Regions from separate parts of the Bombyx mori genome. Here region 1 is linked to region 2. The links are chromatin contacts, called in public Hi-C maps. All regions are on one chromosome and are shown on one strand. The core of a region is the stretch at or near the end of the contact, and the rest is flanking DNA. Distances in the headings are between cores, read along the strand shown.

Evidence for each region. A called contact is a pair of places that touch in the nucleus more often than the background predicts.
Region 1: a contact with region 2 is called in a Hi-C map of posterior silk gland, with 2.2 times the contacts expected there. The contact joins the promoter of LOC101737923 here to the promoter of LOC101742952 in region 2. A contact is called at or near these places in 2 of 7 Hi-C or Micro-C datasets (middle silk gland and posterior silk gland).

Annotation. Positions count from the first base shown.
Region 1 is chr11:12,394,437-12,398,986 of ASM3026992v2, reverse strand. It overlaps LOC101737923 (UBA-like domain-containing protein 1), which reads left to right and starts at 1,388. Exons shown (of 4, transcript XM_004931422.5): 1 at 1,388-1,939; 2 at 3,768-3,845; 3 at 4,295-4,546. The coding sequence starts at 1,829. LOC101737790 (sodium/hydrogen exchanger 8) reads right to left here and starts at 4,402. Exons shown (of 7, transcript XM_062671186.1): 1 at 4,261-4,402.
Region 2 is chr11:11,777,731-11,782,505 of ASM3026992v2, reverse strand. LOC101742952 reads right to left here and starts at 1,365. Exons shown (of 5, transcript XM_012694959.4): 1 at 1-1,365. The coding sequence starts at 1,049.

The sequences.
Region 1 (4,550 bases), core at 139-2,638, 620 kb before region 2:
GCATTGGGTGTCGCAGCCGAAGCATTAACTTGAACTACTGCCAGTATTGAAGAATTTGATGGTCCTATTTCGTAAACTATATTCGATTTTTCGGTTGAACTTGGAGTTGTTGAATCGACTGTTTGATTAACATTCATACTTATTTCACTAGTACTAGAAAGGTTCCGCTCACTAAGCCTTTTTGGCCTTGATAAAATCTCGTAATAGTTATTGCTCTTGTCCACAAGAATTGAATAATTTTTACTTTCACTGTTTTTGTTTGGAGTATTTGTTTCAACACTTGCAACCACAGAGGCACTTAATAACGTTATTATTCCTGCACACCAATACATTTTTTTCGTAATGAATAACATGATATATGGCATTAGTTTTTCGATGAAAATAAAAGCACTATTTGCACTAAATACATTAGTCAGTAAGTAAGTAGATTTATAATTTTAAACTTCTTTAATGTACTATCAAAATATTGTTGTTTAATTAAATGCTGTGTTAAATTGTTTTTTGTATGTAGACGGTATTGAATTTTATTATTACCTCGCCGAGGTTTACAACAATTTATAGACTATAGACATTAACGGGTTTTAAATATTTCTGCACTGTCAACTGTCACTTAAACCATAGATAATAAAATACACCTAATAAAAAATGGACGATTAAATAATGTAATAGCTATTAATTTACTAGGTGTACTGTGACACTGTTGTAGCCCAGAATCACAAATTGGGGGAAATTGGCAAGCTATTTTCCAAGCGTATTCTATCTAAATCACAATATTAAACTCGTATTTTAAAAAACTATATGTGTATTCATTGTACTGCCCCACTACCACTTCGACTTCTATAATTCTGGCAAACCTTGGAAGAGGTCAATGTCTCGCAGTGGACGTCCGTGGACTAAAGATAATGATGATGATAATATTTGGGGGTACCTATGGGAGGACCACGTCCATGTTCATATAGTTACAACATATTATGATTTAAATATTGGGAGCGCCGGAGTATAAACGTGATTTAATTTTTGCGGGTGTTTTGACTCTACCACAGATCACAACACTGTGTGTAATACTGGTTGTAGCAAAACTTAAAAGGCGCCACATATCAATAAATTTAAATGTTTATAGGGAAAACCAAAAATTGTAAGGCGAAAGTTATATACCTGGGCTGTCAATGTAGATTTGATAAGTAAAGTTGTATTTCTTCAAAATTTTTAATATTTTCATGTTACAACAAAGATTTTTCTAAAAGGTGAAATAAATAGTTTCAATTTTCAAACGCCAAAAATCCCAAATTTGAGACTAAGCCCCAGTAAACATAGCATAAATTCATACTGCTGTTTAACTGACTAAAGTCATAAAAAAAATACTGACAAATGTATACTAAAATAATCTACAATACGTTCACTTCTTATATTTTATAAGTCAATGTTACCCTTTCAAAATTCAAAACCACATAAATTTCTTTAAAAAATACAGTGAAAAGTTGATCAATTTAAGTGTAATCGATGAAAAAACGGCTCCGATAAATTTTTCATATAGACAAAGTGTTTAAGAATGCAGGCTAAAAGACTAGAATCCAGGCCATGAAATTCTTATAAAATAATGCTTACTGGCACAAACTGCATGGAAAACAACGGATTAAGCAACCAAATCAAACTGTACATTGAAAGTTGGTAAACTTTTGCTTGTATCTCTTTCGCTCTTAAGAAAATTTTAATGGGCCTGACAAAGAGCTGATCGTAGTCATAATTTTTTTTTATAATTCAGTTTATTTGTTATTTCTTGATCGAGCAGACCGGACAGACTTTATATTTTTAGTTCACAAAAACTAAAATGGATTCAACTTTAAGAGAGCAAGTAATGATAAATCAATTTGTATTGGCCGCAGGCTGTGCTCAAGAACAAGCTAAACAATTGTTACAAGCGGCTCACTGGCAATTTGAGGTGAATATTATATTTATGTAAACAAACAGTATGTACATGAAATGGCTGCTCCACTATTTTGATTTATAAAATAGCCTTCAAAGTTTACCATAGGTTTTCTCTGTGTGATCGTTTCAGTTAATATCTATTATATTGCGTAATTTTCTAACTTATTGAGTTATATAGTTAAATGATAAATACTTTGTTATTAAGTAATAAATAACGATAATCACATGGCAGTCTTATTGTACATCATCTAAGTTTGTCTATTTTTTCATTTTGACATGTTGATATTGATGAAGTTACACGCAATTGCTAAGGTGTTACATTACATTGTCTGCGCTATTTATTTAAAAAATATTATACATAAATTTGAAATTGATTAAAATGTTTCAATAGGATAATTTAATTTCGCAAGAGACATAAAATATGGCTTAATTTTGAAACTAAACGTAAAAATAATCAATGTATATAAAAAATTTCATGACTAGTTCTGTTTGGTGTTTTACATGCAAATTAGGTTTTAGTTGAATAGTTAGCATAATTATGTTTGAATTCTAAATATTTTGTTATCATTACAGTGAAGTATGATCAGCATTCATTAGACGTACATTCTACATTGCAGCTTCTCTTCTCATATAGATTAGAAATGTCACATTTTACAGAAGTACACATGTAGTCTGATAACCAGAGCCCATAGACATAATTGCTTCACAACAAATGATAGTAAGGATGGTGAAAACCATGCTTACAGTCTTACAATTCACGCCAGCAGATGAAAGTGACATACAGTAAGACCCAGCTTAATGCAGAGTTACGTTTTCCACCAAACTAGAGCATAATATGAAACAGTGTTAAACAAGGTTGTCTCATATAAATAATGGGCTCAGTGGAAGATGGGTAGAAAATTGGTTAGGTATTTTAAATTTTTTAATTATGTTTATCATAACAATAAAATTTATTTCATATAAATATAGAAACATAATAAATGAATATACACAATCACATATACATACATACATAAATATACACATAAAATAGTTTATACAGTTTTATAAGGAATAATATATTTTACTAAGAATATATTTAAAGGAATACTTTATTTTCATGTTTTTTATTATCACTAATGATAAAAGCTAAAAATCATAATTTTTGCCACTATATCAATCATTATATTATCTATATATTAACACGTGAAGCAAAAACTTTGTATCCCTTTTTACGAAAATTGCGCGAACGGAGGAGTATGAAATTTTCCACACTTATAGAGAATATAGAGAATAAGTGCACAATGCTAATATTTTTTTAAAATAATGACATTACACACACTACATACCATGTATTTGACGCACACACGCATGCATACTATTTATTGTCAAACTTTTGTTCTTGACGTCTGTGGTCAAATTGAGAATAGATTAAATATTGTTTGTCTTTGTTAATATTTTTTATAGTGTAGTCTTGGCGAAATTTGTGATTATACAAGTATAAAATACAATCATAATAGTGTACAAGCTTAAAATTCTAATTAATTATAGTCGAATTTCGACTACTGCGGGACCTCTAGTGTAAATTAATACCTACAATAAGGTCACCAAATGTTTGAAACGATAAAAATACATTCATATAACACTGCAAGAAGAAACACAGAGCCTAAAGCTGCATGCAATTTTGGGGAATCCTATAATTCAAAGAAAAACGTGTTAAACAAAACAGAATTATGCAGGATTTTACTGTATTAGATTTAGCATTTTGTTGCTTTTCATGAAATAATAAATGTGACATTAAATTGTAAAAGTACATGGAAATTATATAAGATTTAATTTATTTACTATTCATTTTGTTGCAGACTGCCTTATCTATATTTTTCCAAGACATGGCGATACCCGCTGGTGCCAATGGCATTGCTGCACCTCACTACGGACAGGTTAACTTAGTTTGTTAAAAGATTCTGAAATGTGATTGAAAATTGTATACAGAGTGAATCAAAAGGTTATGGGGGACGAAATATAGAACTTTCATTTCTCAAGATGGACACCCACTTTGTGTTATTTGGTTACTTGAGATGTCACAATTAAAATGCCTCCACCCAGCCACCTTAAGATATGAATTCTAAGTCTTGGGCTTACAGTACAACAGCTGTCCACCATTCAAACAGAAACGCATTATTGATTTGCAGTAGAAATGTGCATTGTGGTGGTACCAACCCGTGTGGACTCACAAGACCCCTGCCACCAATAAAAAGAATTTATTTGATATTGGAATTTGTTTTTAAACTAATTGTATTTTTTATAGGGTGCAAAATGCAAATTTTAACCTGGTTATTAATTCAATCTACTGACCTTGATGGTTTGATTAGGTAAAATTATTTTGCAGCAATTAATGACACCATGCAACACTCCAGCTACACCACCAAACTTCCCTGATGCATTGGCAGCATTCTCACGACTGTCCACAACAGGGAGTCCTAACAATGCTGGTGGAGTCTGTATGAATACCGCTCCACCTGTGTCTCCACTCGCTACGCATCCTCCGCCTCCATCTCACCAATCTCATGTACAAATCAACATGTATCCGGGTTCTGCAAACACACCAACAAATTACACATCTATCTCTTGCTCAACTGCAGTAA
Region 2 (4,775 bases), core at 116-2,615:
TGGTTTTGTTTGGTTTCCTCTTCCTCAATGACTACAATATCTTGGGGCTCCACATCTAAACTTTGATTCTCTTTTATTATTTGATTTAACTGTTCACCTTCGGGTGGTTCTTCATCATCCCAATCTTTAACAAGGGCTTTGACTATACTGTATTCTTTTTTTACCTCTGGTTCTTTTTTAGCAACTATTTCTTTGCGTTCACTCTTGCACCTGATTGATACTTTCACATTACTTTTAGTTTTTTTTTGCTTCTTAAGACGTGACAGTTGTTGAAGGGCTTTTTCTGTTTCAGTCAATTTATCTACACTGACACGAGTGATGACAGGTTTACATTCTTCAGCATCATTACCCTTCAAAATATCCAATAACTCTTTTTTATTATATACTTCTTCTACAGGTGTAGTATTATTATTGACTCCATTTCCAGTAATGTCAGTTGAGCGTAATGCTTCACTAAATTCAATATTTTGATCTAATTCATTCAAAAGGTCAGGTGTTCCCTGTCTTAATTTAACAATTTCATCAATCTTAGATTCATTTGAATCATTTACATTTTCTTCAACTAGGATCTCAGTCTCAAAAGCGACCCTGTCAGAGCCTATATCTACCACACTCTCCAGTTCAACTGTGCTCTCTACTTCTTGATCCAGTACTTCAGAAAGTGACTTTTCAACATTATTTTCATTGGAATCTGTATCTGTAGGAATAGCAGCAGCTACTACTGGTGCAGGATCACATTCGCATGGTATTATGTCTGAAGCACTTGTGTCATTGATGACTGATTCTGAATTGCCAGGCTCTGGAATGACTTCATCTTGATTATTTTCACATTGAACTTCAATGTCTGGGTTAATCACAGCGATTTCTAAAACCTCTGCAGGAACTGAACAATCTACAGCGGACTCGTCGGTCTCAGCGACGCCGTTCGTTTTCTGACACACATTAGATCCTCCCGAAGTTTGGACGATCTCTTCTCTATCTGTATTAGTGTTTTTAATCTTTTCGTTATCTTCTACAGTAGAACACACAGAGTTTTCCACGACATCCATTTCGCAGTTGGAGATAGCCCGAAATACTATTGAAAAGTTTATATTTGCGCTACGTTAGATGGTAACCTCCATAAAATTAAATGGTAATTGATGAAGTTTACGGTTTAGGCTTTACGATTTAAGTAATCTGTCATAACTATTTATCATTTTGACTTTTAAGAAAATAACATTGGTTTATAAGTGTCTAACTTAAATATATTCAGTCGCACCAAGTCAAGTACGCGTCGTTTATCTACTTTAACTTGTCTATTTCGTCCATTGAAAAACATAAAAAGTGGAGACAGATAAAACAAAATAGATTTTTATGGGATTTTATGACCTGGTAACTAAGACCATTAAGTCATGTCTTATTTTAATTTCAGTAAATGTCCACCATGTGGCGTTTTATTATGCGTAAGCCGGAACGCACGAGATGTGGGAAAAAGGATATAGTCTGTGACACGAGGCCTTTTTACCGCCAAAACCATTTTACTGAGATTATATTTCATCCCATATCATTTCATCTCATTTAATTTCATTTCATGCCATGTTTCATATTAATTAAATTAATCAACTTTTTTTCATAATATAATTTTTCATATAAAATGCATTATATATAAAAGAATAGGCTGTATGGATCTAATTTTAGGTGGACTTTTAGGTGGATTATTTTGGGTGGACCAACTCAAGGAGGCTACTGGAGGCCAGATACAAGGAGCGGTACATATGACGCAGAACCGGACCTAGTGGAGAAGATTGACATACAGTTACGATCCTCAGCATTGAGGGAACGACCAGAAAGAGACTTTATGGTATTATACCTTTGCCTTCTCAGTTGGAAAAATAAAACTACTACTAGGTACCGTAAAATGGGGTAAATAGGGACAAAATCGAACTTCAGATTGAATTTTAACATAGTTCCAATTAAATAGTCACTGCTCAACCAAAGAAATAAGTTGAGTCTTGAACGTACCTAGGTGATAAAAACCGTTAGCGGGGGACCTCAATGCTAAATGCACAGCGTGGGGCTCCCCCCGCACGGACTCGCGTGGCGAGTTCCTGTCGGAGTGGGCCTTCGCGACCGGCCTCTGTCTTCTAAACAGAGGTTCGGTCGCGACCTGCGTGCGGTGGAACGGGGAATCACACGTGGACGTGTCGTTCGCGTCTCCGTCCGCCGCGCGCCGTGTCCGTGGCTGGCGTGTCCTCGAGGGGGCGGAGACGCTCTCGGACCATCGGTTTGTCCGATTCGAGCTCTCCGTTTCCACCTCGTTGAACGCGCCGGCCGAAGACGCCCGCGGCGAGGAGGAGCTCCCGCGTAGTACCCCCCGATTATTCCCGCGATGGGCACTGAAGCGCCTGAATAAGGTGCTCGCGGTGGAGGCGGCCACTGTGGCCGCGTGGGCGCCGATGCCCGCGCGTCTAGTGGACGTGGAGTTGGAGGCCGACTGGTTCCGGGGTACGATGCGTCGCGTCTGCGATGCTGCGATGCCCCGGGTCAGCGGTCGCGCTTCACGTGGCGGTGCGTATTGGTGGACGCCCGCGATCGCACTCCTCAGAGAGGAGTGCGTGCGGGCACGCCGCCGAAGCGCCCGCCACCGCCGTCGCCGTCTTCGCGATACAGATTTCGCGGAGGTGGCGGCCCGCCTGCATGCCGACTGCCGTGAGAAGCAGGAGGCTCTGCGGCGGGCCATCGGCGAGGCCAAGTCTCAGAGCATGAAGACGCTCCTGGAGACGCTCGATCAGGATCCCTGGGGGCGCCCGTACCAGACGGTACGCAAGAAATTGCGACCGTGGACGCTCCCGGTGACGGAGCGTCTCCAGCCTCAGCAGCTGCGGGATATTGTCTCCGGGCTGTTCCCGCGGATGGAGAGGGACTTCGAGCCCCCCTTCATGGGCGTGCCGCCACGCAATGACGTGGGCGGTGATGCCCCTGCTGAGGTGGTCCCTCCGAGCATCTCGGAGGAGGAGATTCGTGCGGCCGTGTCGAGGATGCGGAGGAAAGACGCGGCCCCCGGCCCTGACGGTGTTCACGGTCGGGTTTGGGATTTGGCCTTCGGTGCCCTTGGGGACCGGCTCGTGCGGCTCTTTGAAGCCTGCCTCGAGTCGGGATGGTTTCCAAAGCAGTGGAAGACGGGCAGACTTGTTCTGCTGAGGAAGGAGGGACGCCCTGCGGACTCACCTGCGGGGTATCGTCCCATCGTGTTGCTGGACGAGGCGGGAAAACTGCTCGAGCGGGTGGTGGCCGCCCGCATCGTCCAGCATCTGACGGGGGTGGGTCCCGATCTGTCAGCGGAGCAGTTTGGATTCAGGGAGGGCCGCTCGACCATCGACGCGGTGATGCGCGTGCGTGCCCTCTCTGATGAGGCTGTCGGCCGGGGCGGGGTTGCACTGGCGGTGTCTCTTGACATCGCCAACGCGTTCAACACCTTGCCCTGGTCGGTGATCGCAGGGGCGCTGGAGTATCACGGCGTCCCTGCGTATCTCCGTCGGCTGATCGGGTCCTACCTCGAGGACAGGTCGGTCGTGTGCACCGGGCACGGTGGGGCGGTGCTCCGCTTCCCCGTCCAGCGCGGTGTTCCACAGGGGTCGGTCCTTGGCCCTCTCTTGTGGAACATCGGCTACGACTGGGTCTTGCGTGGCGCCCTAAGCACTCCTCTCCCGGGTCTGAGCGTAGTTTGCTACGCGGACGACACTTTGGTCGTGGCCCGGGGGAGGGACTTGCGAGAGTCTGCCCGTCTTTCCTGCGCGGGGGTGGCCTTCGTCATCGGCAGGATCCGAAGGCTGGGTCTGGAGGTGGCGCTCGATAAATCCCAGGCCCTGTTGTTTCACGGGGCCCGGAGAGCGCCGCCTCAGGGGGCCCACCTCGTGATCGGAGGCGTTCGCGTCGAGATCGAGGCGACCGGGTTGCGGTACCTCGGTCTCGTACTGGACGGTCGTTGGAGCTTCCGCGCTCACTTTGAGAGATTAGGTCCCCGACTGATGGCGGCCGCCGGCTCGCTGAGTCGGCTGTTGCCGAACGTCGGGGGGCCTGACGTGGTGGTGCGCCGCCTCTACACGGGGGTGGTGCGGTCGATGGCACTGTACGGGGCTCCCGTGTGGTGCCACGCCCTGACCCGCGACAACGTTGCGGCGTTGCGACGTCCGCAGCGCGCGATTGCGGTCAGGGCGGTTCGTGGATACCGCACCGTCTCGTTCGAGGCGGCGTGCGTACTAGCTGGGACGCCTCCCTGGGACCTGGAAGCGGAGGCGCTCGCTGCGGATTACGCGTGGCGATGCGATCTCCGCTCCAGGGGGGAGCCGCGTCCTGGCGCGGCGGAAGTTCGAGCGCGGAAGCTTCAATCTCGGCGTTCCGTGCTCGAGGCGTGGTCTCGCCGCCTGGCGGACCCCGCCTACGGGCGACGGACCGTCGAGGCGATCCGCCCGGTCCTCTCGGACTGGGTGAATCGCGACCGAGGACGTCTCACCTTCCGAGCGACGCAGGTGCTCACGGGACACGGCTGTTTCGGTCGCTACCTGCACCTCGTCGCCCGGAGGGAGCCGACTCCGAAGTGCCACCACTGCAGTGGCTGCAACGAGGACACGGCGGAGCACACGCTCGCGTACTGCCCCGCTTTCGCGGAGCAGCGCCGCGTCCTCGTTGCAAAAATAGGACCGGACTTGTCGCTTCCGACCGTCGTGGCTACGATGCTCGGCAGCGACGAGTCCTGGCAGGCGATGCTCGACTTCTGCGAGTCCACCATCTCGCAG